Linked DNA regions of Mus musculus: regions 2, 3 and 4 are each linked to region 1. The links are chromatin contacts, called in public ChIA-PET and Hi-C maps. All regions are on one chromosome and are shown on one strand. The core of a region is the stretch at or near the end of the contact, and the rest is flanking DNA. Distances in the headings are between cores, read along the strand shown.

Region 1 (7,191 bases), core at 4,512-7,011:
TTATATATTTTCCAGATATTTTACCACAAAAATGTATTCTCTTCATCATTACAAAACTCCTTTAGTTTTTGAAGATATGACAAATCTGACATTATTGAAATACGAATGAAAGCAACAGAGATAGATAGAGGACAGATGGGGACACAGGCATGTCACTGTCCCACATACATGTGTCACTGCAATACACAGTTACATCGAATCTAGTTTAAATAGCATCCACCTTTGTTTTCTGTTATAAAGTCATTTGAAAGCTGAAGGTGCCACCCACATGGCTGTTACTTTTCTGGCTTTGTCCACAAAGCTTAACACAGGATGCTTTCATGTCCACAGTCTCTGCCTCTGTCTCTGTCTCTCTGTCTCTCTGTCTCTGTCTCTCTCTGTCTCTCTGTCTCTCTGTCTCTCTGTCTCTCTCATTCACGTTTTCATCTTGTGATAACTCCAACCAGCAGTAAAAGTAGACCATAAATAGACACAGAAATGCTCACTGTTCCTAGACCTGGTGCTACACCTAGGCTTTATGGCAGTTCAGCTTTTAGTCCCCTTCAGCCCTTCAAGTGGTTTCTCTATGGAGGGGCCCAGTGTCATGGCCCTGCCCTGCAGGGGCTCCCAGTGCCAGGCCATGCCCAGCATCAGTGCTGTCTCCTTGTTTACCCAGAATGCCCCTTCTGTCCTGAAGAGCCTTGCAAACAATTGCAAAGAGGAATTCACTGCGGAAGGAAACGGCCCCAGCAAGTGTATCCTGCTGTATCCAGGCTAGAAGTTGTCAACATCACATCTTTTGTCTTTTAAAATGAGTCAAAGATAAACTAGGTATAAAATGACCTAGAGACCACATGCAGATAAGGAAAGGCCTAGACCATGGCATCTTGGGGCGACTTCATGGAAACACTATCCAAACAAATTGGAAAAAAAAAAGTTCAAAACGCTCAGGAGGGTTAACTATTCCTTTATCTACCCCAAAAAGATGCCTTTGCATCATCACATGGTTGCTAGGTTAAAGCAGTCTACATCCTAACGATAGAGAGCAGTATACCATCCGGAATGAGCAGAATAGCAGAGCGGGCCATTCGGTTCATCCAGAAACTCTTTTTTTTTCTTTAAGATTTATTTATTGATTATATGTAAGTACACTGTAGCTGTCTTCAGACACTCCAGAAGAGGGAGTCAGATCTCGTTACGGATGGTTGTGAGCCACCATGTGGTTGCTGGGATTTGAACTCTGGACCTTCGGAAGAGCAGTCGGGTGCTCTTACCCACTGAGCCATCTCACCAGCCCGAGAAACTCTTTAAAAGAGTTTTCTTTCAGAGAAAGGGTTATACAATCCAGATAAGATTTGCTGAAGCAGACACGCTTCCCTGTCTTGACCTTAGCTGGAAATACATCATTTCACATCGAAGACCTTCTTATCTGCAGTTTTCACCTTAAATTACAGCATGAACTCACAGCAAATCCGACATCTTTGACTTGAAGTATGGGCAGCAGTTTTATTTATCTTGCCTTTCGTCGTGTAAGGTTGTCATCACTGAAGTGTGGCCGGGGTGGTTTCTCCCATGGTGTCCTTTCTAGTTCTTTACCAGCCCTGTGAGGAAAAGCTAAGCTGCTTGCCTTGGCTTCTTTTCGTGAAATCTAAACAGGTTAAGCATCTTATTTACATATGCAAGCAAAAGTTGGAATCAAAAACCAAAACTATCTTGTAACGCCATGTCTCCCTTTATACAGTTGAATGGTTGATGAAAAGCAATTAGCTAAACGTTCTGACTTAACATACAGTTTATTTATATTACCACTCTTTCAGGGATGAGAAATAATCCTCAATTTTATTTGTAAAATAATTTTTAGTTCCTCATAATGAAATTAAAAAAAAAATCTGTCTAGAATCAGCTGACTAAGTTAGTAACTTAATGCTACATATTTTTAATTATAAATGCAATAGTATTTTGGCAACATTCTGACTAAATCGCTGGTTTTGTTCCCATTTCCCAGGTATGGATCAAAGTTTAAAGTGTTAGTGACCAAATGATTTATTTCCAAAAATTTTCTAACTACTCGTTCATCTGAAATGAAATTAATTTGAAATACAAGTGTTGGTTTTAGAAGAAAAGAATTTTAAAATTTAAAATGGCAAGATGATTTCTATACAAACTATTTCTCCAATAGGCCTATTCCCATATTCTTTTGCATAGAACAGATTTGTTAAACTTTTAAAAAGAGATTATATTTAGGTTTTTAAAAAAGGATTTTAAAAATGTTCTTTTGGCTATCAAAAGAGTTCAGAGGCTTAAAGGCCACAAAGCAAGTTGCTATGCTGCATTGCCATCTAGTGGATTCGAGTAGTATTGCAAGAATTAGGTTTTTCTTTTAGAAAAGTGTCAAACCCAAAACAATCTAAACGATGATAAAGGAATGTAGGAATTTTAAAAATTGTATTTGGTATGTGTGTGCACGTGTGCACGTGCGCGTGCAAGTGTGTGTGTGTCTGTGTGTGTCTGTGTGTGTGTGTGTGTGTGTGTGTGTGTGTGTGTGTGTGTAGGGAGGTCAGAAGGACAACTTTGGGAACAGGCTCTCTCCTACATGTGAGTTCCAAGCTTGAAAGGAAGAGCCTTCACCCACTAAGCCACTTGTCACTGCTCATGCAGCTCTGGAAGCCATCAAAACTGTGAAAATATATGACACCAAAATATCCCCTCATAGCTTACAGTAAACAGAAATCCAATATAATGGACGAAAGTCATATGCAATCATGGACTGTATAGGCTATACACAGTTATTGAGCACTTTGTATTTCCCTCTTTGTTTATATGAAAGTTGGTGTTATGAGGTTGCGGGTATGTCTCAGTGTCAGAGTGTGTGCTGAGTATGGAGAAAGTTCACTGAGGGTGGGAACAAAAGTGTTAACACTGTGACATATTATAAAGTGCATCTTTTATCACATTTATTTAGTGTGTGTGTGTGTGTGTGTGTGTGTGCATGTAAGTGTTTTATATTTTCCAAGTGAAACACAAAAGGAGTTAAATAAAAAACATGTAGAAACAGTAATGTTTGAGGCAAGATTTCTAGGAGGAGATTACTGTGAAAGATTTTAGAGTCATAAATTTTATACATTTTAGAAAATTCTAAGAAATCTACCAAAATAATCAACTGACATAAATCAATGACCAAATGAGTAACAAGATCATGTAAAAAAAAATGAATTATACCAGATACCTTCAAATTATGATTACTGTAAGTTCCTGGTAGGTATAAGGACAAATTAGGCCACAACCATATTTGAACATATACCAGATGTCTTATTTACAAGTCTGCTTGAACTAGTTTGTGTATATAATGAAATAAAGCAAATTATTGTATGTTGTAATACTGGTTTTACTGCCAGTTGTAAATACTGTTTTTTTCAGGTAAAGAAAGAACAAGAAAAACAATCAGGTTAGTAAAAACCCTGTAATGTAATTTCATTTAAAGGTATTACTATAGGAGCTGGAGAGGTACCTCAGTGGTTAAGAGCACTGGCTGCTCTTCCAGAGGTCCCAGGTTCTATTCCCAGCATCCACAGGGAAGCTTACAATTGTCTATAACCAGAGTTCCCAGGGATCCAGTGCCCTCATTTGGTCTCTATAAATACTACCTGTGTGCAGCACACAGACATACATAGGAACAAAACATACATACACATAAAAATTTAAATATTGCTGTGGTCTCTGAAAAATGCTTATATTTAAGGATATGTATTTTTTCACCTATGCCAACTGCACAACTTAAAAAAAAAAGGTAACAATATAATAGCAGCAACATGTGTAGTGCCTAAATCATGTCTTCAAAAATAATTTCCTGTATAAAGAACTGTTTCCCTACAGCGATAGCTGGTTTCAGACCAAAGGCAAGTCATACAACCATGACCTCTTTTTCCAGAAGTCAAGGAAAATACCTACAGAATACAGAAACCCACTGGAAGCAGGCTCGGTGACCACATGACTTGACAGTGGAACTTGGGGAAGGGATGGGTGCAACAAACTATAATATATTGGGTATATAAAACCCATACGCTGGGGCTGGAGAGATGGCTCAGCGGTTAATAGCACTTCCTGCTTTCCAGGGGACCCACGTTCAATTCCCAGCACCACATCTGGCAGCTCGCAACCGCTGTCACTCCACCTCTCGGAGAGATTTGCTGCTCTCCTTAGACCCCCCTGAGCACCTTAATACATATGGGGTGCATTCCCAGAAATGCACACATATACATAACTAAAAATAAATACATAGCGTCACCTCTATGCTCATAGACCTACTTTGTAAAGTGGAGAAAGAAAACTATTTTATTCTTCACCATTAGAGGAAGCGAGAGTCACAGCTCCTTGTACTGACTGGTATGAAAATGTTCGGTATTAAACCTGTTTTTCTTGAATAGAACCAAGTAGCCCTGCTTGATAAAGGAACGGTCATTCCAAATTATTAGTTATTCTGCAAAGCCAGTTTCCAAGCCTAAGGAATGACAGAGTCAGAAAACAGCCATGCGATAGAAAAGCCAACATTTTTCTCAGTTAGGTAAACAGCCAGACAACAATCAACACCACTGACATCATCAGCTGGAAGTGTGAGAGAGCCGGGATATTAAAAGAAAAGCTTCCATGAATCCAAGAACTGCTATTTTCCACGAATGATTCAGGATGCTACCAGGACCAGCCACCAATTCAAGAACTGGAACAAACAGAACATAAAATCTTTCCAACTTATGTTCAGGGCAGAAGTAGGTGGCTGTTAAACAGTGCTGACACCATGAAGCAGCAATCAAATCCAGGATTTGTTTTTAATCAACTGGAAGGAAAAATAGCAAGAGAGCATGTGGCTGTTGTATGGACATCTGAATTGGAGAAAACCCACCTTTAAGAAGGACATTTATTAAACATTCCAGAAACTTCAAATATGAGCTAGGTACTAAAGGATAGGGGTGAACTGTTGCCACTTATGTGTGATAACAGTAAATGGTTAGAATCCCTTCTCAGAGATGCACTAAACACAAAGTGTGGAAGAGCAGTGTGCATGGAATTTGCTTTTAAATATGCAGGAGAAAAAATAGAAAGAGGAGGAAGGAGGAAGAAGAGGAGGAGGAGGAAGAAGAGGAGGAGGAGGAGGAAATGTAGAGAGTAGGCACCATGCCAATCATCAACACCAGAGTGAAGGCACCAGGTTTATTACACTGAATCTCCGTCTGTGTGTGTCTAAACTAAAAGCATTTTACAAGAACTATAAACTTTTGCGTGAATTTTAAAGGAAACCACAGGACAGCTAACATGGCTCAGTGTGTAGAGGCGCTTGCTGTGAAGTCTGACGATTTAAGTTCAGTCTCTGGAACACATATGGTGGAAGGAGAGAATCAATCAACTCTTGTAGATTTTACACACACACACACACACACACACAGAGACAGAGACAGAGAGACAGAGACCAAGACAGAGTGACACAGACAGAGACAGAGACAGACACAGAAAGAAGAGAGACAGACACAGACACAGAGAAAGACAGAGAGAAGAGAGAGACATGAGCACAGAGAGAGAGAGAGAAAGAGGTAAATGTAGTTAGAAACCAAAACCAAACCAGAAACACTGTCCCAAAGGAAAGTGCCGAGTTAAGAGGACAAAAAAGAAAAAGTCAAAGCCGAGGGCTCCCTGCTTGTTGCCTGTGCCCAGCTTCCTCTGAGTGAGACTTCTAAAGGAGGAAATTATGCCAAGTCAAAGGCATTTAATGCTTAGCCTGGGAAGCCAGTTCTTCCTCAAAGAAACAAAACCACAGTGTGACAGACAGAACACATTGCTCTTGTGTGGTTTGCCAGACATATCTGTAATTTGTGTCTTTTTCTCTCTCAGGATCTCCCAAGACAGCTGAGCCCTGATACAGTACTTCTCTCCTCCTTGCTTCCCTCCAAACTCTCTACACAGCACTTGATATAAAATCTTAAATGTGCCTCTCTCCAGAGGACCTCAGCTCTCCCAGCGCTGACTGACTTTCAACACTCTGTCGGCTCCTAACATTTGCCATTGAGACCTGACTGTGGTGGCTAATCGTCATTGTGGATGTGACTGGATTTGGAATCGCCAGGTGACACATCTGTTAACCAGGCCTGGGAGGATGTCCAACCTGAAGAAAGTGCATGCAACTGCGGGCAACACCATCCTGTGAGCTAGGATGTAAAGATGGCACCAACATTCTTCTCTACTTGCTGACCACAGACACAAGTGGCATGGGAAGATCCTGTTAGTGACTCTCCACACTGATGGACTGTGTTCCCAATAAAGGCTTCCTTCTCTCCACACTGATGGACTGTGTTCCCAATAAAGCCTTCCTTCTCTAAGTGGCTTTTGGGAGCCACTTTGTTACATCTATGAGAAGAGAAACTAACACACGATCATATTCACACACTGTACTACTGCATCCCGCAGACTTGCTGGTTCCCCACAAGGCTTTCAATACCCCAAATCCCCACACTTAACATCTTTATTAAGATTGGGAAGATTTTCTGAAATAATACATTCATTTGCTGGTTTTATGGAGCAGATGATATTATGGTGTGGTGGTTTGAACAGGAATGGCCCCCACAGGCTCATATACTTGAATGCTTAATCATTAGGGTGTGGATTCCAATGGATTAGGAGATGAGGCTTTGTTGGAGCAGATGAGGCCTCCTTGGAGGAACTGTGTCACTGGTGTGGGCTTTGGGATTTCAAACGCTCAAGCCAAGCCCAGTGTCTTTCTCCTGCCTGCTGCCTGCTGATCTGGTTGTAGAACTCTCAGCTCCTCCAGGACCATGTCTACCAATGTGTCACCATGCTTCCTGCAATGCTGATAATATACCAGACTTCTGAAACTGTAAGCAAGTCCCCAGTTAAATGCTTTCTTTCCTTTATAAGAGTTGCCATGGTCACGGCGTCTCTACACAGCAATAGAATACTTGCTAAGACATATGGCAACCCTATCTATCCAGACCTGACTTTCTGTAGTCTCATCCTACCTGTGGTCCAAAAAGAAAATATTAAACAGGAAAATCCAGAGATAATTCATGTCTTAAAGCACATACTATTAAAATTAGGCATGATGAGGGTTCACTCCATCTTGTTCTTGCCAACCCATGTGCCTATGTGTATTGTGTACGTATGGGGGATGAAAGAATGGATGGAATTTTAGACATTCATGGTGGGGAG
Region 2 (7,685 bases), core at 2,847-5,346, 160 kb before region 1:
GAAAGAAAGATCAGCCTGGGCTGGTGCAGCCCCGCATTCCCTAGCTACAAGAACAGGAAGCTCTATGTATCCTTAAATTGCCTCCTCCCCACCTCCACCAAGCCCTGGTGCCCTCAGAACCAAATGCACAGACCACTCCTCACAGGGGTAGGTTCCAGGAACACTAGCTTAGACCCATAGATTTTTCTGTGTCTTCCAGGTCCCGAGAAGAGATTTCACTTTTGAGAGACTCCTCTTCCCACCTGCCTCTGAGACAAGGTCCCAACTGTACCCAAAGGCTGGCTCTCAGGTTGGAAGCTCAATGGCTTTGCAGCTCCTCATCTCTGTGGCTAGTGGGTACCCTAACTGGCCTAGGACTCAGAACAGGCCAGTCTCCACACAGAGATTCAGTCTTGCCTCTTTGGGGGCCTCTCAGTGCATGGGGAGACAATACCTTTCTTAGAACAGGTCTTTCCCTCTTGTCTTAGGGCTGCCTGTTCCCCAGGCTTGAGTCCACGGGCAGACCCTTACCTTACCCAGGAAAGGAAAATGCCAGAAAAAGCATCTGGTCCAGGCACTCACCCTGGCCACCTGAGACTTGTGATCAGCTGGGCCTCCACTCACCAGGTTTAGGGAGGAGGGGGGTAGGAGGATGCAGAGGTAGGGAGAGGGAAAGAGTGGAAGGAGAGAAAGTAGGAGAAGTAGAAAGAGGTAAAAAAGGAATATAGAGCATCCACAGAAGACTCTAGGCGTGTCCTCTGGAAGACCTAGACTCGAGGTAGGGCCCTTGGTAGGAGTGTCAGCTCTCCTGAGAGCCTCTAGGAGCTGAGCTTTTTGGGCCCGAGGAGCACTCCTAATCTCCCTAGTACACTTCCTTGAGTCCCTGCTCTTTCAGGTTCTTGGCTGTGGAGCTGCCTAGTCTTTGAGGTTTTTCAATGAGCCCATCCCAGCACACCGCGGCCTCCGGAGGGGAGTGCAGGGGATCCCTGAGAAGGTGAGTTCCAGCACAGGAGCTGGTGGTGTCAAGTGGCTAACTGCCCGGCTCTGCAGGCTCTCGACTGTGTAGGTGCTTTGTCTTTGAGGACAAGTGGCCGCTGACTTCAGGAGCTTTCTGGCACTGGAGCCCAGGCCCAGACTCCAGAGACGCAGGTTTGCGACTGGGGCTGAATCCTAAGGGAACTGTCGGTCTGGATACCCCTATCCCAGCCAGGCTCCAGCTCCCACGCCCGGTCCCAGAAGCAGGCTCTGGTGTTAGGACGTTCTAGAGAGGAGGGTATCTATGGGGACTACACCACTCCTTCGAAGAACCTGGCAACGCTGCTTAAACCTTTGTGGAAACAGAAACGAAGAGGGGCCAGCACGTGTTTCTTTTCTTTTACCTTCAGGCTCTGCCTGACACTTAAAGATTTGTAAATCTCGCGGAGGATATTTGTTAAGGACCCGCCCAGGTAATCCCAGGGCAGTGTGCTTTCCCTACTCGGGAACTCTCATAGGAAAAGCCTTCCATCGCGGTAATGGATCCTGGCCACCTATCCTGCTGCCTTCCTCCTCTAATTAAAACAAACATGGGACCTTGTTCTGGTCACCAGACTTTGGTTCAAAGTTTAATGCTTTCCAGAAGTGAGTGGACCGCTAGGAGACCAAGACCTTAGGGAGAGCACCGGGAGGGTGAAGGAATCTAAGCTCTGAAACCCGAACTTTACCTTTGCTGTGGTGTTCTTGATGTGGAAATAGAGTGGTCAGTTTTCTGCGGCACTGTCACCGGGAGGCAGGAGCTGGGGGCAGGCTATGGAAAATGGTCTGGAGCAGTTTGGGAAAGCTTCTCTCTAAACGTTCAGGCGTCTGTCCTTCCCTGACTTGACAGGGAAGCGTTATTTCCCTGCTAGTCTGAGACCTTCAGTACAAGAGCCAGGACCTGAAAGCACATATCTTCTCCTCTGGATCTGGAAAACTTGATAAATCTGGTCCTGACTTTGTGTGCTTAAGGTAGGGTGCTTAAAACGCCCTTCTAACCAAGTTCTTGATTCTACAGAAATAGAGCTCCTAGCTTGCACATTTTGTAGCGACCCCACCCCAGGTATTCGCCCCTGTATTTCCTTGTGTCTCCAGGAGCGAAGAACAGGAAACCATGTTCTAAATCTTGGGATTACTTTTTCTTTGGGGTTTTCCTTAATTTTCTGCTACGTTAGTAGCGGAACATTTTCTAAACATTTCTACGTTGTCAGGCACCATGAGGAGTGGCAGCGGAACGACGAACAACGAGAGTAAAACATAAAAATACCCCGGTCCTCGGGACTTCAGAAGGCTAGCGCGAAACACCGCTTATTAAGTCAGACGATAAAACCCACCAGCAAAGCGCAGCAAAAAGCAGCTGCTCCCCCACACAGCCCACCCCAATCCCGGAGAAACTAAGTGCCCCTTTCTCCTATTAGGCAGAGAGGACAGAAACCGATGCCTTCATCAATGTGGAAATAAACAGAAGAGATGGCGGCAGAACTTAGTTTTTCTCACAATTGTTGAGAGATTTATTACTGAGAGATAAGCCTCAGTCTGGGGCCCCTCTAATTCATGTCTCCAATAGCTACTACCAAATGAGCAAATCCCTAAGCTGTTTTATAAAGTAAAAAAATAAGGAGGAGGAGGAGGAAGAGGAGGAGGAAGAGGAGGAGGAGGAAGAGGAGGAGGAGGAGGAGGAGGAGGAGGAGGAGAAGGAGGAGGAGGAGGAGGAAAGGAGGGAGGAGAGTGGAGGGAATCTTTTATAAAGGAGATTGGCGGCATTACTTACTCCTTGTCTCCGAGGCTCTAGGACCTACAGAAACTCATCTCTGGACTGTAGCATTGTCATGGCTGTGTTGGACACATAAACAATCCTGTAATTTCCCTCCCAGAACAAAAGTTTCAAAGCAGTGACCTGTAAGGTATCCTCCCTTCAATAAAGCCGAGACTTATAATGGTCTGCTAATTACTCTATTCCTGCAGAGGGACAGGAGCCTCCAAAGAATCGAAGCAAACCCTCTCTTGATTGAAGCTGCTGCGGTCTGTCCCCAAATGTACAGCTGGGCTGCCTCATTGAAAACCCAGACAAAACAAAATCCCAGATAAATAATCCTGCTGCCCAGAACTCAAAGATCTCTCTCTCTCTCTCTCTCTCTCTCTCTCTCTCTCTCTCTCTCTCTCTCTCTCTCTCTCTCTCTCTCTCTCTCTGTTACTGAATCTAGCCTGGATTCTCAGAGAAGGAGAACTCCTTTGGTGCTTTGCAATCTTTCAAGCTTAGGGATTTGTCCACAAAAGTTTTTTAAAACCTTATTTGACTTTTCTGTCCCCCATTTTCCTGTGCTGAATTCATTTCTTCCATTTGACACTTTGATTATAAATCATTTCTCCAACCTTTTTTCTGAACTAATTATTAGATTGTTTCAACAGTTAATAGTTGTTTCAGTTTGGTGATTTTTTTTCCCCCATTACTATTCAAGTTTTGAATGGAGGAGACAGATGAGATTTCAAGTGTACTAGCAAACAAAGTAGAGAAACAGAGAGACAGATTTAAATTATTAGAGTTTTTATATCTGTTAGGTAGCAACTTTGTGGTACAATTAAATGTATGTCTAAAATAAATTTCTTTTGGGGGGGGGGGGTTGAGACAGGGTTTCTCTGTATAGCCCTGGCTGTCCTGGAACTCACAGTGTAGGCCAGGCTGGCCTCAAACTCAGAAATCTGCCTGCCTCTGCCTCCCAAGTGCTGGGATTAAAGGCGTGTGCCACCACGCCCAGCTCTAAAAAGCTTATTTAAGCAGAAGTAAAAGTCAACAATCATACAATTAACTTGGCATTACAAACAGTTGACTGTCAATTGTCAAAACAAGCACCCTTCAAGGAAAACACACACATACACACACGCATATGTTTTATACTAATAGGGAAAATAATTAGTTTCCATTTGTTGTACTTTGGCCTTGGTGGCTCCACTTAAATAATAAACTGTCGAAAAGGAAAGCCAAGCTTCTGCAGATTTCCATGCTATGGAAGTCATACGTACACAGATATGAAACCAGTCCTTGGGCTAAACACAATAATTGCAAGGGGAATCAGTCAAGCCATACAATTAGCCATCCATTACAGCTCCTGAAGGAAGTGGCCCCTTGCCTTTCTTGCCACAGTAGGGTGACCCTGCATATGATAAGCTAGGAACTAGGAGGGAAGGCAGTCTTGCAAAGACAGCAAGGGGAGGGGGTGTCTCAAAGGTGATCCAAATGAAGTTGAGCCCTTAAGTGTGTTTCACACAGAGTGGAGGCCAGCATAGCCCCTCTCTCATGGGGACAGACATATAAAAGCCTACCAAATAATGTCTTATTTAAGCAGAACTTTGGTTCTGTCTTCTGCCCTGCAAGCTGTTCGCTCCAGCCATGTGAGAACTGGGACCCCAGCAGGACAGACTTTGTGAACCGTGGCCCAGATACTTCTGCCCCTCAGTATCCCAGGTCCCTTTGCAGGTCTCCACAGTAGCAATGTTTCAGGGCTTCAGGTTTTCAGAGACAAATACGATTATCAGGAAGCCATTCTCTCTTGCTATACAGTTTTTTGGGGAAATAGAAGCAGAGGAGGGCATTTGCTTCGTTTTCACTGAAATATACTGGTTTATTGATAAAGTAGTCCGCTAGACTCCAGGCATTAAGTAGGCACTCTCAGTAATTCCAGGGACAAAACAATAGCCATGTTCCTCCCTCTCTCTGTTTGCCAAGGTTTCCTTTCCCAAAAAACATTTGGATTTGGATTATTTTTTCCTCTTAATTTTACCTTTAGCTACTGGGTTCCTGGCATTTCCTTTGTCTTGTAAAATGTTGGGCAGGCTCTTAACTGAGTCGTTTGTCTTCCTCTGACTAAGAAGTATGGGACTCAGCACAAGAATTTCTATCATTGATAAGTATGAAATACTTGGGTTTTTTTTTTTAAAGTCTGTGTTGTTCACAGCTAATACTAGGTCTCCCCACACACTAACAGTAACTTTGGGAATACATCAAAACGGAGAGACACTTTTTAGAAATGGTGGTTTTACTTCAGCATCACCCAAATGCTAATTTGTTCTTAAAGAGGTTGGTATTCATAGTACCACGAGGGTGCAGAGAACTAGAGAGAAATAGAATGAAAAGGGGAGATAGAGGGAAAGTGATGACTCTCTAAAAGGTCACTCCCAGGAGTCCTTACAGTGAATATAGACATGCTCATCACCATACCATACTCTGGGTCTGTCTATCTCTTCTGTATGCGTCCACTGGAGCAGTGAAAAGTGAGATGGGTTTCACTATTCTTTATTTGGTCGTTCTAGATTCTTTCTCTTTTCTATAATTATTGTCCTCAGAAATTTTATACAATTTCGTCCAAACATACTTCATACCGTTGCGATGCAAATGGGTGTTCAGAGTTTGGCGAAGCCATCAAGTTTAGTAAATTTTTCCATAACTTTTTCTCTATAGTCTTTGTTCCCTTTGTCATTCTCTCCTGGTGGAGCGATGCAGAGGTCCATCCACACTGCTCAGGTGGGGATTGTGTTACATGGAAGTGATCTTGACTTAGAAACCTCCATTCTTTTGAACTGGACCTCCAGAAGATCTGAATAATGTTTATTTTGTATCCAGGCCTTATTCTTCTACCCCCTGAACACAAACAAACCCGTCTTCTGCTCCAGAAGGAGAAAATGTCTCCATTTTCCAATGCTATTCTTTATCCAAACACCTCTGGGTGGGTAAATCAGAGTAAAGCTTATCTGTAACTCTGGTCAACAACATACAGAAATTCATGACAGGTCGGTCATCAGGAGGGTTGGAAGGAATACTCTGTTCAGTGCACAGTCAGACCTCTCTCCTCCTACATGCTGGCCTGTTGCAAATGTGTTGGATGTATGGCCGTTTCTGTGCCGGACACGTAGGAGCCCTGACAAAGTAGTCGGTGCTGCATCTGGAAGCATCTTTTAATGTAGAAGCTGCTTGTGTTGCAGCCCCCTTTGCTTCCCATTCCGCTGCATTTTAATGTTTGTCCACTTTGCCGTTTGCTAGTCCTTTGCCCAACTTTTGACTTTTGCAAAGCACCTCCTCTGTATCCCGTGTATCCTGTGTATCCCATGTATCCTGTGTATCCCGTGTATCCCGTGTATCCGTCACATCTCACTTAATCTATACTGAGTGATGGAACTTAACTGCTCCTAGGTACCTTTCTAGGGAAGAGTGCCACAAACAGGGCTGTAGGTGTCTCCTGCTGGATCCACCCAAGAATTTGCCTAAGAGACACCGTCTGAATCCTCTTCTCGTTTCCCTACTTACTGCTTGTGGTTTGCATTTTCATTGCTGGAGTTCTCTGTGTAGACTCTGTATGGGCCTCCCAAGATTCCAGTGTTGGAAATGTAATCTTCACTGCAGCAATGCTGAGAGATGTGACCTCTCAGGACAGTTAGGTCATGGACACTCTGATCTCGTGCATTGTTCAATGCTGTCAATGCTGAAGTAGGTTAGTTATGGGAATGGGTTTATGATAAAGGGTGAGTTTGCCCCCTTCTGGCCCTCTAAAATGCATATTCTGATGCTATATGCAATCCTTTTCAACATTTCATGGGACAGCCAAGAGGATTTCTTCAGATGAGGTCCCTTTATCCTGGACTTCCTATACTCCCCCCAAACCTGGACCCACTGTTCCGATAAAGCCTCACAGAATAGACTTAGTACCTAACTGTATTTCCTCAACCTAAAATCTATTTGCTATTATTTTGTTATATGTGCTTATCTCTATATAATACACACAGTTTTCTGAACACAGGTCCTGTTGGTTAATGGTGCTATCTTACAATCTATCAAACTGCACTATCCAAGGGCCTGTTGCTCACCTCTCTGTTCTGTCCACTGATAGACTATAGTTTTTATGCTCACACTAGCATGTTGTTACTGTCATGCTTGATATTCTATGGAGAATAAATGTGTGATGGAGAGTAAATGTGTGTGTGTGTGTGTGTGTGTGTGTGTGTGTTTTCCGTGTTATTGTGTACATGAGTATGAAGGCCAGAGTTCAACCTTGTGTGTTGTTCCTCAGGTGTCATCTATCTTAGTGTGTATGCTTGTGTGTGTGTGTTTTTGTGTGTGAAAGTGTACGTATGTGCACCTGCATATAAAAGCCCAAGGCTGATCTTGGGCATCGTCTTCGGTCCCTCTCTACTGTATATTGAGGCAGGATCTTCTTATGAACCTAGAGCTTATCAATTCTGGCTAGTCTGACTTAGCACCTTGTCCCCTGAATTTTTCTGCCTCTGCCTCTTCACTGCTCAGATTACAAGCAGCCACCATGATTGCCTAGCTTTTATACTGGTTCTCAGAATCTAAACTCTGGTCTCCACACTTGTATACAAAGCACTTTATCCAAAAGCACCTCCCTGCCTTGACATTATTTTTTTAACATCATCATCATTGCCTTGTTCGTTGTCATCATCGTCGTCACTAGTGTTCTCATTGGCTTATCAATCATTTTCTTGGGATATACATGTCTTTACTTCCTTGGCACTGGGATTTCAACACAGCCACCATGTGGATTCCGGGGATTGAACTCAGGACTTTGGTGTGGCAGGCATGCTATACCAACTAAGCTCTCTGCCTAATCCTACTTGCTTGCTTGTTTGGTGTGTTAGCCAATTTTAATACATCCTAAGTGAAGTACAATGATGGATTCTGA
Region 3 (7,012 bases), core at 3,452-5,951, 150 kb after region 1:
TTTCCAATCTTAAAATGTCATTGTATGTATGAATTACAAAAATATCTAATTATAATATTCAGTTTGACACAGATGGAATGAGATCAATAAATTAGGGAAGCCAGTTTAGAAACCAAATGGCTTTAAAACATTCACATATTTTGATTGACTAGTAGTATTTCTGGGCTTACCAAAGGCAAAAAGATTTTAGCCCAGATAGAAAAGAAAGGAAATAGTTCTTTATTAATTATTATTCTTGTATTATTGCTACTAATAATAAAACACACAAAAGTGGAAAACATCAAAATGTTTTTCAATTATAGGAATTTTGTAAAGCATATAAGTGTGTCTTTTAGGTTATTGTATTCTCATTAAAATATTTTTCTTGGAGCTAGATTTATACCTCAGCAGGTAAGAGGACTGGCAACTTTCTTAAGTCCCAGGTTCCATTCCCAGCACCCATTATCTATAAATCTAGTCTCAGAGAATCTATTGCCCTCTTCTGGTCTCTGTACTATACACGTGTACACAGACATATATACAACATTACATCCATATATATATATATATATATATATATATATATATATATACACATATATAATAAAAGTAAAAAAAAACATAAAACCAAGGATCCTAGGAGCTTGGTCACACCAGGATCTCAGGATTGCAGAGGCAGCATGACTCCCAGGAGCACTGACATACCCAGGATCTCAGGATCAAAGGATCCCAGAATCACAGGATCATAGAGATTGCTGAACTCTAAGGAGTTCTGACACAACCAGGATCAGAGGAAGGACAGGCCCCAGTCATATATAGCAAGATCAGGTAGCACTAGAAATAATCAGGTGGCAGAAGGCAAGCACAAGAACATAAGCAAGAGAAACCAAGGTTACTTGTCATCATCAGAACCCAATTCTCCCGCCATTGCAAATCCTGGTTACACCATCAAACCAGAAAAGCAAGATTTGGATCTAAAATCACTGCTCATAATAGTGATAGAGGACTTTAAGAAGGACATAAAGAACTCCCTTAAAGAAATACAGGAGAACACAGGTAAACACTAGAAGCCCTTAAAGAGGAAACACAAAAACTCCTTAAAGAATTATAGGAAACACAATCAAAGAGGTGAAGGAAATGAACAAAACCATTCAAGAACTAAAAATGGAAGTAGAAACAATAAAAACATCACAAAAGGAGACAAACCTAGAGTTAGAAATCCTAGAAAGGAGGTCAGGATTCAGAGATGCAAGCATCACCAACTGAATACAAGAGATGGAAGAGAGAATCTCAGATGCAGAAGATACCATAGAAAACATGAACACAACAATCGAAGAAAATTTGAAATGCAAAAAGATCCTAACACAAAACATCCAGGAAATCCAGGATACAATGAGAAGACCAAACTTGAGGATAATAGGTATATACGAGAAGGAAGATTTACAACTTAAAAGGCCAGTAAATATCTTCAACAAAATTATGGAAGAAAACTTCCCCAGCCTAAAGAAAGAGATGCCCATGAACGTACAAGAAGCCTACAGAACTCAAAATAGACTGGACCAGAAAAGAAATTCTTCCTGTCACATAATAACTAGAACAATAAATGCACTAAACAAAGAAAGAATATTAAAAGTAGTAAGGGAAAAAGATCAAGTAACATATTAAGGCAGACCTATCAGAATTACACCAGACTACACACCAGAGCCTAAGAAAGCTAGAAGATCCTGGGCAGATCTCATACAGATCCTAAGAGAACACAAATGCCAGCCCAGGCTACTATACCCAGCAAAATTCTTAATTACCTTAGATAGAGAAACCAAGATATTCCATGACAAAACCAAATTTACACAATATCTTTCCATAAATCCAACCCCTCAAAGGATAATAGACTGAAAACACCAACACAAGGAGGGAAACTACACCCTAGAAAAAGCAAGAAAGTAATCTTTCAACAAACCCAAAAGAAGATAGCCACACAAAAAGAATTCCACCTCTAGCAACAAAATAACAGGAAGTAACAATCACTTTTCCTTTATATCTCTTAACATCAATGGACTCAATTCCCCCCAAAAAGACATAGACTAACAGACTGGATACTTAAACGGGACCCAACATTTTGCTGCATACAGGAAACTCACCTCAGTGACAAAGGCAGGCACTACCTCAGAATAAAAGGTTGGAAAACAAATTTTCAAGCAAATGGTCTTGAAAATCCAGCTGGAGTAACTATTCTAATATCAAATAAAATCAATTTTCAACCAAAAGTTATCAAAAAAGATAAGGAAGGACACTTCATACTGGTCAAAGGAAAAAAAAATCTACCAAGATGAATTCTCAATCCTGAATATCTATGCTCCAAATGCAAGGGCATCCACATTCATTAAAGAAACTTTACTGAAGCTCAAAGCACACATACATGGTACCCCTTCCAAAATTGATCATATAATTGTTCACAAAACAGGTCTCAACAGATACAAGAAGATGGAAATAATCCCATGCATCCTATCAGATCGCCACAGACTAAGACTTGTCTTAAATACCAACAAAAACAACAGAAAACACACATACACATGGAAGCTCAACAACTCTATTCAATGATAACTTGGTCGAGGAAGAAAGAAAGGAAGAAATTAAAGGCTTTTTAGAATTTAATGAAAATGAAGACATATCATACCAAAACTTATGGGACACAATGAGATCAGTGCTAAGAGAAAATCAACAAGATAGATAAACTTTTTGCCAGACTAACCAGAGGACAAGAGACAGTATCCAAATAAATAAAATCAGACATGAAAAAGTAGATATAATAATGAAATATATCTTAAAGTAATTATTCTGTTTGTTGAATATTAACAGTTGGAAATATTAAAATCATGTTTTACAAACATCATGGAAATATTATTGATAATTTTCTCACTGTGCTTGAAATTAGCATTTTTTTGTTTTATTTGAGACAGGGTTTCTTAGCATTTTCTTAATGTTTAACTTCTAAGAGTTTTTGCTATTTTGAAATTCTTAAAATATACTTACTGATAAAATAATATCTCTCCTGGAAACACTGATAATCTTTTTAAAGTAAACTATTAGACAATGTACACAGATATACTATGCATTTAAATATTCTCTCACTATGTCAGGTGGTATCATATATGGGCTTTTGAATATATTTCTTAATTACTCATCTTTAATATTTTATGCTCTTTTATATGCTTAGCCCCCAAAGGATATTTTATATGTTTTGAAACAATTTGGTATTCAACATTAGATATAGGATCCTCAGTCATGGATAGTATTAAGTATTCATTAATAGTATTTTTAGGGTTTGAAGGGATATGAGTATAAAAGTTGAGCAATTTTTATGAATTATTTTATTCTCAAAATAATCAATATTATTAATATGTTTGATGTATAAAATGTATTTAAATAAGAAAAAATAAAAATACAGTATAAAAATTGAAAAAAAAGAAAAGAAAATATGAAACCATATGATCTCAGAAGAACTTGCAGTGACAGGAGTGGATGCACATTCTTTTGTCTGACTTCATGTGACAGCTTTTTCATGGACACTCATCTGTGGGTGTGTTATCTGGTAAAGCTCTCATCTGTGCCTGACATGTAAGGATTCCTATTTTGGATCTTAAGTATTACTTCCATTCTCCGTTGACCTTTGAAATAACTCCCTGAACTTGGCTTACATTTCTGTGCTTCACCAAAGAGTAAGCCTAGACTCCCTGAGTTCAGCTTCCAGGGCACTGATCTGGGCTCCAGTTTAAATGCAGATTGACCAAGCTTCACAGCCACGCTCTGGCAAACATTGGATGGAGGTCGGGGACGCTTTTGCGAAAAGGATTGAAGTCCCTGAAGGGGACAGGAACCCCATAGGAAGACCCACAGAGACGACTAACCTAGACCCCTGGGAGCTCTCAGAGACTGAGTCACCAATCAAAGAACACTCATAGGCTGAAACAAGGACCCAGCATGTACAGAGCAGACGTTCAGCCCAGTCTCCATGCGAGCCCCACAACTGGAGCAGAGGCTCTCCCTAAAGCTGTAGCCTGACTGTGGTATCGGTTCACCAACAGGGCTGCCTTGTCTGGCCTCAGTGGGAGAGGATGTGCCTAATCTGGCAGAGACTTGATGTTCCAGGGTTGGTGGAGATACAGGGACAGGGAGAACCCTCTCAGGGGAGAAGGGGAGGTGAAAGGGGGAGAGTCTCTGTGAGGAGGAACAAGAAGAGGGGCAGCATTTGGGATGTAAATAAATAAAATTTTAAACAAGAAGCTATTGTCATATATCCTAAGCTTTCAGTTTAATACTTTTGTGGGGCTTCTGGGTGAACGAGTGGGTCTCTGATTCTTGGGCCTGCTTTGGGACTCTTATTTTTCTGTTGGCTTGGCTTGTCCAACTTCAATATGATGGTTTTGTTTTATCTTCTTATATTTTATTTTGTTGTTACCTCTTAGAAACCCATTCTTTTCTGATGAGAGACAGAAAGGGAAAGGGTGTGGGCGGGAGAGGAAGTGAGGAGAAGCTGGCAGTGGTTGAGGGAGGAGAAAGGATATTCAGATTCTACTGCATGGGAAACAAATCTGTGTTTCGTAAAAGGGGAACATTCATATGTTGCCATTCTAACTTTCAAGGTGACAATACTAGGAAGTGGAACTGTGCTTTGCTATGGTAATCATACCTGACAGAGACAGAAGAGGAAAGGCTAATTTCGGTCATGGTTTCAGAAGTTCATCATTTCTTGGCCCCAGATGCTTGAGCAGAACATTATGCATCGAGATTGGTGAAACCGACTCAGCCACATCATGGTTGACTAGGCAGCAGAGAGAGAGTGGGATCAGAGCCAGAGGTTGGTTATCATCTTCCAAGGCCCACCCCCAGTGAGTTAATTCTGCCAATCAGGATCCACATCCTACAGGTGTTTCACATTCTCCTAAATAGAGCAACTAGCTGGGGGATAAGCAAATCCCCGGGCTGTGGAGGATACTGAAGATACACACTTAGCCAGGATACTACAGAGACCCTTAGAGAATGGAGAAGGAGCTTTCATCAATGAAATTAATACTCTTAGCAAAGAGGCACAAGAGTGAACTTTCATCTTTCTACCCTCTGAGAATGACACAGCAAGAAAGTGCTACCCAGGAACCAGGACATGGGGTCTCAGCAGACTCAAAACCTGTCCAATCCCTAGAGCTGTGGAGGGAAAATGTATTTTAGAAGCCACTAAGGCTGTGGTATTTTATTATTAAATCCAAGCTAACACAAGTACTTTTATGAGGACAAACTAGTATTATTCTGAGTATTTCTCTCACCATTTCATACAGAATTGCAAGCTATTTCAAACTCTCAGATATACTATAAAAAGTGGCATCTTTTGAGAGTTTTTACATTAACTTTTGCATGTAAAATCTTGGTAGACGGTCACTTCTATTAGGGACCACACCATCCATGTGGCATTGTCTTCTTCTAAGAACATAGTATATGCTGATGGGTACGTCTCTGAAGCCACTGGAGCACACTACAGAAAATCCAGGCAACCTCTTGCTGTGATACTGTAACGAGCCTTGCTAAAAAGAAGCCAAAATTTGTAGGGCAGTCTTGCCAGTGTGTGTGTGTGTATACATATACAACATATACATATACATATACATCATATACATATACATCATATACATATACATATACATATACATCATATACATATACATATACATATACATATACATCATATACATATACATATACATATACATCATATACATATACATATACATATACATATACATATACATATACATACAGGAGGAAAAATTAGAATCAGGACTTCTTTGCTCTGCTTTTGTTTTTTCTACTAAGAAACTCTCTGGTATCTGAAGGTAAGTTATGCCTATAAACCACTGATCCAAACATCCAAATCTGGACCCTGAAGTTTGACTGAGCCACTACTGTTAGATACCCCAGCTGTTAACTACACAGGCTACGAAGAGAGCGATCTCAAAATGGCTCATCAAGTGACTTATAAATATTAGTTATGCAAGAAGGAGTAGTTTGTGAGTTTTTCCTATTATGATGCTAAATCTACTCTCTTTATTAAATACTAGTACCTTCATTTTTCTTTATTTAGTTTTTAACCATATTCCAGTCACACATCAGGATAGAGGTATGCATGTTAGTGTTGGTAGATGAAGGCTCACTAATATTTTCTCTGGCATAGAGAGGATTTATATAAGGCTATAAAAGTGAGTTTGAAAATATTTAACTAAAATATACTATTACACATTATTTTACCAAGGAAATAGTTTTAAAAAGCAAAAGTGTTTGAACTAAGTCCTTCATTTTATCATCTCATTTAAACTGGTAGTTTAAATTCTACAAACACATCTATAAACACCAGCTTGGAATCATGGGTCTTGAGTCAGAAGCATCTTGATGAATGCAAAACTATAGACACAAGCAAAGCAATTCCTAAACACATTAAGACATAGGTAACCCCAAACAGTCAGCCAAGTGGCTTAAAATAGTGATAACATGAGAAACATCACCTTGGTTCTATATAGTTGGGCACCATTGTGATTTTTAAGGCTTTAGATTTTGCTGCTAATAAAAACTGTAAATGGATTTCCCTTGCCACCAATCACTTCAGCTCAGATCCACTTCTCCAACAAACATAATTATAAGTATAATCGCATGATTTACAAGGTAGGCTGTCATCAACCTAGAATACAGATGATGCAAACATCTTTTCATAATAGGATGTGACACGCCCATGGCCAGCCACACTAGACAGTCTTTGTCCCATCTAATCTCGTCTAGGGAGCAGACATGCTAGGAAAATGGGTGCTCTCTTCGAGAACACTGTCAGGCTGGTGTTAGATCAAGAAATAATATTCATTTGGAGAAACAAGTGCAACCGGTTGGAAGTTGGTTGGTATTTTGAGGCAGTAGTTTGGTATTAGTTGAAGGTTTGAAGCCACAGTGGGCTATTTGAAAAACAGATATTTAACTTCAGAAACAGAGCAAATGATCC
Region 4 (7,726 bases), core at 3,331-5,830, 190 kb before region 1:
AGGGAAGTGGTTGAGAATAAAATTCCACTTCCAATATGCTCAGCTAGGTAAGCCTCACTTAGAGGACAGCAAAAAGGACCACAGCCAGTAAAGCACGAAGATGAAAGAGGGTACCCACTGTCTGTGGAGCAGGAAGATCTTTCTCCGGGTCTAAGGTTTGGGGTCTAAGGAACTGCTTGCAACAAAAGCAATCTGAACACACTAACCTGAGGGGTTTTTCCTGCCTTTGTGATTGCTCCTATCATCGCTTCCCAATTCCCTGGGGCCCTAGCTGGTACCCTTCATCTACTGTCCTCCCCCTGTGGCAAACCCTCCCCCTTGACCAGGTTGGATGGCCCATTGGTGTGACCATGACAATGGTTGCTCATTTCACCCCGTGAAAGGGCTTAATGATTAAAAGGCTACACCACAGCACTGGGCCACAAAACTCTTTCTCTGGCTCCCATGAAGCCCCTTTGATTCCAAATGTTCCTTTGACAGGATCAGCAGCCGCTCTCATTCTTCTGGGCTACAGAAACATCTGCATTTCCCTGCCCATAGTTACCATGCAATTAATGAAATACCCTCCCTTGGAGAGCACACAATTGAGTCAGCCTCCCACTACTCACCCCCTGTCCAATAGGAAGGCTGCTTTTCCAGCTCCATACCCCATTCAGAGCTAGAAGAAGCCAGACTATAGGTTCATGCAGCCAGTTTACAGCTTAATTCTCCCTTCCCCTCCCCCTGCCTTTTTTTTTAACCTTCCTTCCCTCTCACCCTCTGCCCCTTCCTTCCTTCTCCTAAGACTGACTCAAGGCTAAAAGAAATTCTGTAGGTAGGGGTGGCATCTCAGCACACATTTGCTTCAGAGCTACACACGATGGAGCTTAAAGCTGATGTAGGCAGATCCCTGGCAAAGGCCCTTTTCTGGGTTACAGGTTTGATCTTCCTCTGGTGTAGCCAGATGGAAGCTGCAACAATGACTCATCATTCTTGAGGTGAATGAAAAGATCATTTTGGAGATTTTGGAGTCTCTTTAAGTGTCTGTATAAACTCCACACCAAACCATCAGGAAAAGGTGTCTCTGCAGTATGCAGCTTGGGCTGATATCTCCAGAGTGCTTCCCTGCAGCGCATCAGAAATGTGACATCTCAGTTTATTCTTCCCACAGCTTTAATGTGGGTCAGTACAGAACACTTACTGTTACCCCTTAGAAATTCTCACACACTGGTCGGTCATTCCACCTTGAATATTTCCTAAGAAAACTGTAATGGTTTATATTGGCTGTCAACCTAAGAGGATCTAGAATCATCCTGCAGGTAAATCTCAAGTCATGTCTACTAAGGATTTTCTTGACGAGATTAATTAAGGTGAGAATACAATTCCACAGGATAAGGTCCTGGGCTCAATAATACAATGAAGACGCTCAGTCGTCATCTCTCTGTGATGCTGACACAGCTGTAGTGTGGCCAGAGGGCCTCTACTCCTGCCCTCCCCACTTGCCACTACATCTTCCCACCAAGACAGGCTTGCTGTTTTGAAACTGTAACTCCCCTACAAAGACCCTTTCTCTCTTAATTAACTTCCTATTAGATATTTTGTCAAAACAATGAAAAAATAACTAATCCAGATAAAACTTAGACCTCTGATTTGTGACAGCTCACTCAAATGAGTACGTTTTTGTAGATAGGGGAAAGCCCTTAAGCCTCAACCCTACACAAAGAACTACAGGCAACTAAGGAATGCTGTGGTGGGGGGTAAAAGAGACAGAAAGAGTGTTCTCTAGGAAAGAGCAAACCAATTGATTATACAGTACCAAATGATCAGCTCTGAAAACATGCATAAAATAGCATTGTATGAACTGAGAAGGTTGTATTTAAGTGTTTAGGAATATATGTACATACATATATATGTTTATAATAGCAATGAATGAAAAACAGAGGTCATGAATTTGAAAAAGAACAAGATGGTTATATGTGAGGGTTTGGACAGAGGAAAGAGAAGGCAGAAATAAATAATTACATTATAATATCAAGAAAAAAACAAATTTTAAAAAGAGTCAAATGCTAAGGATATCCAAAAATAGGAAAAAGAGTTGCAATACCTTGTATATACGTAGTTTAATATTTATCACATTTTCTCACTTTTATTTCGATCTAATAGTAACAGAATGACACAAAAATATTGATGTATTTATTTGTTTCTGTCTCAAAGCTAAGGGCTCTCTTTTCTTGTATAACTTGGCCAAGACTACTGACTTCATTGTATTTGGTGTTACAACACCAATCATCTCAAGAGTTTCCATTCAAAGAGACAACCTAGAATGCCTTCCATTTGAAAGTCCTTACATGGCTTCCTGCTATCCACAATTCCCCTTTCCTTCCTCCAAACCCAACCACATCCCCAACTTTGTTCTTTTTAAGATCCATGGTCTCTTTGTTTTCCTTTAGTGTGTGTTTGTGTTCCTGAATATGTAAATGCACTATATAAAAAACCCACATTTTGGAATATTTAAATACTGCTATGTCTGTATAATGTTACTTGCACGCCCCTATTTTGGAAACCATAGTCTAGGGGCAATCATCCTCCTCCCTGTACGCATGAGATCACAGCTGCTAAGCGTCTGCTCTTCAACAGATGTCAAGAAACTGATTTTTCTCAACTTTTGCAATTTTGTACTATAATATGAGACTGATAGCATCATTAGGTACCTGAGAGCATTATATAACTGAAAGAGATTACTGTATCTCTTCCTTAACAAAGAAAAACATTTCAGACTATTAGAGGCGAATAACAGATTAATATTTGCATTTATACTCATATTTATTTTTATACACATAGACTAGCGTGTCTTTCATCTCGAGTCAGAGAAGCTGCTTAGGGTGAAGGTTAACACAGAGAATACTACTATCTGGTCAAAGTGGTGAAAATAATGACTAATGGCCATTCAGCCTTAAACAGGGCATCTTTATCATCCCTGGCCTTGAGGCACAGGGAACTTCACAGATGAATGAGAAAAAGGATGTAAGAGCTGAAGAATGGGAATGAATGTCACAAAAACTGTCATGTAGACACAATATTACTGATGCAACCATGATCGCACAGCAGCTATACACACCAGCAGGAGATTGGTCCCTCCAACTCTCATCATGGAAAAAGGAGGCACCCAGAAGTCTCCATCACTTCCTGGGGAGGTAATGGATGTTAACAGCTGATGAAGGGCATGGTATCATTTTTTTTTTTCTACTTGTCTGGCCACTGGGGAGCTAAGTAGGAAGAAGGGGTCCAAAGGGAAAGGAGGAAGGACATTGAAGGATAACAAATGGGGAAAATGAGTATTCTAGAAGAACAGAAGATTGTTGCTATTTGCTCTGAATCACTTACCTATCCTCTCATTCAGGTTTTTTTTTTTTTTTGATGGCTAGGGGTCAAGCCTGAGGGATTTGATCATGATAGGCAAGTGCTGTCCCGCTGACGTACACCCCAAGGCCTTGTATATTTTTTCATAGGGCTTGCCAAAGCTTTTGAGGGTCAATGTTCCACTGACTATGGAATACAAGTTTAGTATAACTTTTATTTGTGCCAGTGTGGGCAGTTGTTTTAAAATTCCTGAACCAATTAACTTGTTTAGGTTTCCCAAGGTCACAGTTTCTTCATCTGAAGCTGAACTGATAAAATATAGTTCCTATTATTATAAATACAGTGTGTTTTGGCACTGCACAAATTACTGTGGTAGCAATATGGCTACATTAAAAATCTACCTAAAAGCTCACTACAAAAACCTCTTCATTCCACAGAGAACTTCCACAAGGCCAGTTCCACAAGACTCGCTCTTTGGAACTGTTTGTGCCTAGTGGACAGTCAATGAGTTGCTACCAAAATTCTACTGTATGAAAGCCTGAATTGCATCATAAGTAGCCCTGCCTGGTGATGCACAGCTGTAAAGTCAGCACTTGGGGAGTGGAGATCAAGAGTTCAAGGTAAGTTTGGGATACATGAGACCCAAGAAGAAATGAAGGGAGGAAAGGATGGGGGTAGAGAGAGAAAAAAAAAAGGTAGGGGATGAAGGAAGGAAGGGAGGGTGGGAGGCAGGGAAAGAGGGAGGGAGAAAAAGAAGAAGGGAGAAAAAAGAAAGGAAGGGATAAAGGAATAAGAAAGAAGGGAGTGAGGGAGAAAGGGAAGGAGGGGGAAAACACTCAAAATAAACTATACTAGTACATAAAACATAAAAGAAATTACTTTAGGGATAAAATATCTTTTTTCTCTTTTTCTGTCAGTTGAAAGTGTGATCACAATTTACTAGTCTGCTTTGAAATAAGTTACTCTACTGGCTACTAGATTCATTCATTTCATTTCAGAATAACTGTGATTGTTTTTCGTCTTATGTGTTAATTATAAAACTATGAGAAAATAGTCGACAATCTTATGTACTTGGTGAAGAGAAACTGTCCCTTGTTGTTTTGAAAAATAATTTTGGGGTGTGGGGACACTTAAAAATCTCAGATTTCAGGCTCTTCCAAACTCATAGATAATTGGCCTTGCCAAATGATCTCAGGAGAATTGGCCTTGAGACATATTTGAATCATGAGGCATTCTCGCAATTCACCACACTTTACCCACTTCCTGTGCTCATAACAAGCCAGAGAGGCTGCCATCTGTGGCACACAAATAAAGACAAGAAGGAAAGTTTAAACATACACACACACACACACACACACACACACACACACACACACACACACACACACTTTCCCTTACCTCCAATGCAGTCAGAAGAGGTTGTGTTTGTAAAGAGGATTATCACCTGCTGGATCCTCTTCCACTGTGAGGCTAAGCCCCTCAAGGTCATCCAACTATGGCAGGTGTTGGCCATACTATCTGACCCTGCCAGAGCTGAAATCTTACCAGGATATCTCAGAATAATTTTCTAGTGCAAAGGTATTGAGGGGGATCCCAGAAGTGTCACATTCCCCTTATCTTTCTAAGGAAGTGTCACATTCCCCTCATCTTTCTAAGGCAGGAAAATAGGGGCACAGAGAAAGGGCAAGTGGGGAGGGGTGCTGCTATGAGAAAATCTGAACAGCTCAGCCTTCATTCAACATGAATAATTAAGCAACCTCACCATTAAATAAACCTTATAGCCATTGGCTTCTCACCTTATTTAGATAACTAAGTTTATAGATCCTGGGGTCCTTGGTGCTAACTAAATGCAGCTGAACATGAATTCTGCAATTCATCTAGAAAGCAGGGGAAATCAGACTCTTTGCTCTGTCTTCAGATGGTCAATGATGTCAAAAGTGATTGCAGACCCACTTTGCAAAGTCCAAGAACAAGAAGAGGGGGCTTTGCCATCCTACTTTACCCACTAATGGTTTTACGCCTAGCACCATCATCCTTTTAAGTCATAAAACCTCATATCAAGCACTTTGAGTGTCTACCTTGCTGGATAATGTATTTTGCAAAGCGCTATACACAATGGTGGGGTTGGAAAATCCTTGTGCAAAATCAAGATGGCAATGCTTGTACATCTGCCTTCCCTGAGTCTACATCCAGCAGAATCTAAGTTGACATTCTCACAGAGGTGGCTGCATATCCATGTCTAATGCAACACTATTTATTGTAGGTACTATATAGAATCATCCTAGATGCCCATCAACAGATGAATGCATAAAGAAAATGTGGCTTCAAAGCAAAGCACAATTCATGTATATGAAAACATCACAATGAAACACATTGTGTCCTATGCAACCGGTAAGATGATACAAAGTTGAGAAGATGGCTGTGCTGATGGTCAGCGTTAGTTTTGTGTCATTTAGCAGTGATCTGGGTTGACGAGTGGTCATCTAAGCAGTTGATACATAGTCTAGTAAGTTTCAATACTTGCTTTTTCAGATCCCATGGTATCAGAGCTATAGCTTCAGTGTGGCAAAGCCAAAAAGAGCCACTCATAAGTAAGTGTGAATCATGTCCAAATAACAGCAAATCTAAAGTCCTAAAGTAAAATGCTTATTGGTATTTCTGAGAGGAACCCGGGATAACACTAACCAGGAGTGTTAAACCACACCAGTTTGTTGGTAAGGAAAAAAAATTCTCAGTTTTTTACATGGGGATCAATGTTCTCTATTCTAACAGGGTAGCAACAGAGTAGGACGTCTTTATCTTTGTGGGCCCATCTTCCTCCGTCCGTATACAAAGTGTAAATGTGAAGAACTGATGTCCATTGGCCTTTAATTCTGGTTCCTTCCCTAAGTGTCATCTTTTTCTTCCTTAAAGCAACTTGGTATCGGTAGCAATGAGCTGATTGCAGTTCACTGTTTGCTGAGGGGTCATGTTGCCAGCATCGTACATTATTAACAGTGTGCAGCCCACAGAATTTTTCTTCGTACATCCCCAAGGAACAAAGGCCAAGTTTGTAATATTAGAGCCACAAATTGGGATCTTATTTTGCTTCAAGATGCTTTGAAACATGTAATTATGAACATAACTCTGCCCGTGAACTTGTCCTCATTAACTTACTAATTAGCAGGATTTTGTTTGATCTTGGACTTCATTAGACATTATAGGAGGAAGGCTGCTTCAGTTTTAACACATCGGAATCAACAATTAAGTTGGTAATAAAAAAAAATAACAACTCAGTATTGCTCTCCTGCTTATTACATTTCCAAGGCTACACTGTATCTAATTGAGCAACATTTTACTTAGAAATATCCTAAAGTACCATTGTCACATTAATTTTAACATGAAAACAGAATAAAATTCTGTTAGTAAAAGGAAGTCATAGATTATCCATAGGGTAGATCCACATCTAGTCTTGGTGTTCATGCAACCATGACAGAGGTTGGAAAATGGAAGTGAATCTCAGAGAGCGCTCTCTGCCCCTTGCTCTCCAAGCAACCCTTCCACAGTTCAGAATTCCACTAGAAACTGTCACTCAGAATAAAGAAGTTCCCACCATGCTTTTCTTCTCTGCAATGCCTTGGGTCCAAACTCCTCTCCTTAATGAATAGGATTTGAAACCTCTCACTATTTCTGCCATTCATCCAAGTGTGAATTTAGCTCATTGTGAGACTAGCACTTTTATAATTTTATTTCATAATCCAATTTTTTTCTCATCATCTCATTTTGTGTCTTCAGTGCTGTTATGTGTTTCTGTGAAAAGATGTTCAAAGGTTCAATTTACCTCAACCAAGTGAGGTCTGTATCCAAAGCTACTGTATACATGGTCCTGAGTTACTCTCTTTCTAAGCTCCTTGCCACGAGGACCTCAGTTCTTCCTGACTGGAAAGCACGCTGCCTGCTAAAACATTCTCTTCTTTCCCTTTTAAGCTCTATTAAAAATACATTTTAAATTCTTTTCTTGAAGTCTCTTCCATTCACTGATATTAGAAACACCATTCTCACGTCCATGTGTCTGGCTTCCATGACCCAACTTTGGGGTTTCTTGCAGCCTTGCTGCTCCCTCCTGGGTCAGTTTTACCTTGGATATTCAGGTGTGCTGACAATAGTGAGCATAGAGTTTTATATCAAGATAGACCCACTTTTGAAGGAAGCCACCTGCTTAATTACATTATACCACTTAGTTATAAATAGAGAACAAATGTCTCAGCTGGGATTGTCCCAGAAAACATACCTAGAGTATAAGCCTATGTATGGACAACAGACTGTACACAGAACACAGATACTGCATTTGAGGACTATAGGACCCAGAAACATGTATACATAATAAATAAATAAATAAATAAATAAA

Evidence for each region. A called contact is a pair of places that touch in the nucleus more often than the background predicts. ChIA-PET counts read pairs in DNA pulled down with a chosen protein or histone mark.
Region 2: a Hi-C map of the HPC-7 cell line shows a contact between it and region 1, with 4 times the contacts expected there. The contact joins two enhancer-like sites. A contact is called at or near these places in 6 of 39 promoter capture datasets (the C10 cell line, cranial neural crest, embryonic stem cells and 2 more), 3 of 484 Hi-C or Micro-C datasets (the Ba/F3 cell line, the HPC-7 cell line and nephron progenitors), 3 of 115 datasets of contacts at active chromatin or transcription factors (embryonic forebrain, embryonic hindbrain and embryonic stem cells) and 2 of 9 other capture datasets (embryonic stem cells and pancreatic islet).
Region 3: a Hi-C map of the 63-12 cell line shows a contact between it and region 1, with 4 times the contacts expected there. The contact joins two enhancer-like sites. A contact is called at or near these places in 2 of 39 promoter capture datasets (HPC-7-derived erythroid cells and hippocampal neurons), 2 of 15 datasets of contacts at CTCF or cohesin (large pre-B cells and stem cell-derived epiblast-like cells), 23 of 484 Hi-C or Micro-C datasets (the 63-12 cell line, B cells, CD8 T cells and 17 more), 4 of 115 datasets of contacts at active chromatin or transcription factors (the 230-238 cell line, the HPC-7 cell line, bone marrow-derived dendritic cells and 1 more) and 1 of 9 other capture datasets (adipose tissue).
Region 4: a contact with region 1 is called in an RNA polymerase II ChIA-PET map of memory CD8 T cells, with 74 read pairs. The contact joins two enhancer-like sites. A contact is called at or near these places in 3 of 115 datasets of contacts at active chromatin or transcription factors (embryonic stem cells and memory CD8 T cells) and 1 of 9 other capture datasets (embryonic stem cells).

What each region holds. Positions count from the first base shown.
Region 1 is chr10:19,516,645-19,523,835 of GRCm38.p6, forward strand. No RefSeq gene overlaps it. Among named protein-coding and RNA genes, the nearest start is that of Gm33104, 34 kb to the left of the region's middle. Within about 2 kb of position 5,762, at least 79 of the 459 cell types and tissues checked have an H3K27ac peak or open chromatin away from gene starts, as enhancers often do. A contact at or near this core is called in the 63-12 cell line, the HPC-7 cell line, memory CD8 T cells and 1 more, where this site is marked.
Region 2 is chr10:19,360,730-19,368,414 of GRCm38.p6, forward strand. No RefSeq gene overlaps it. Among named protein-coding and RNA genes, the nearest start is that of Olig3, 8.0 kb to the left of the region's middle. Within about 2 kb of position 4,097, at least 1 of the 459 cell types and tissues checked has an H3K27ac peak or open chromatin away from gene starts, as enhancers often do. A contact at or near this core is called in the HPC-7 cell line, where this site is marked.
Region 3 is chr10:19,664,485-19,671,496 of GRCm38.p6, forward strand. Gm33332 (a long non-coding RNA gene) reads right to left here. Exons shown (of 4, transcript XR_380146.2): 2 at 4,667-4,798. Among named protein-coding and RNA genes, the nearest start is that of Il20ra, 45 kb to the right of the region's middle. Within about 2 kb of position 4,702, at least 16 of the 459 cell types and tissues checked have an H3K27ac peak or open chromatin away from gene starts, as enhancers often do. A contact at or near this core is called in the 63-12 cell line and regulatory T cells, where this site is marked.
Region 4 is chr10:19,329,006-19,336,731 of GRCm38.p6, forward strand. No RefSeq gene overlaps it. Among named protein-coding and RNA genes, the nearest start is that of Olig3, 24 kb to the right of the region's middle. Within about 2 kb of position 4,581, at least 17 of the 459 cell types and tissues checked have an H3K27ac peak or open chromatin away from gene starts, as enhancers often do. A contact at or near this core is called in memory CD8 T cells, where this site is marked.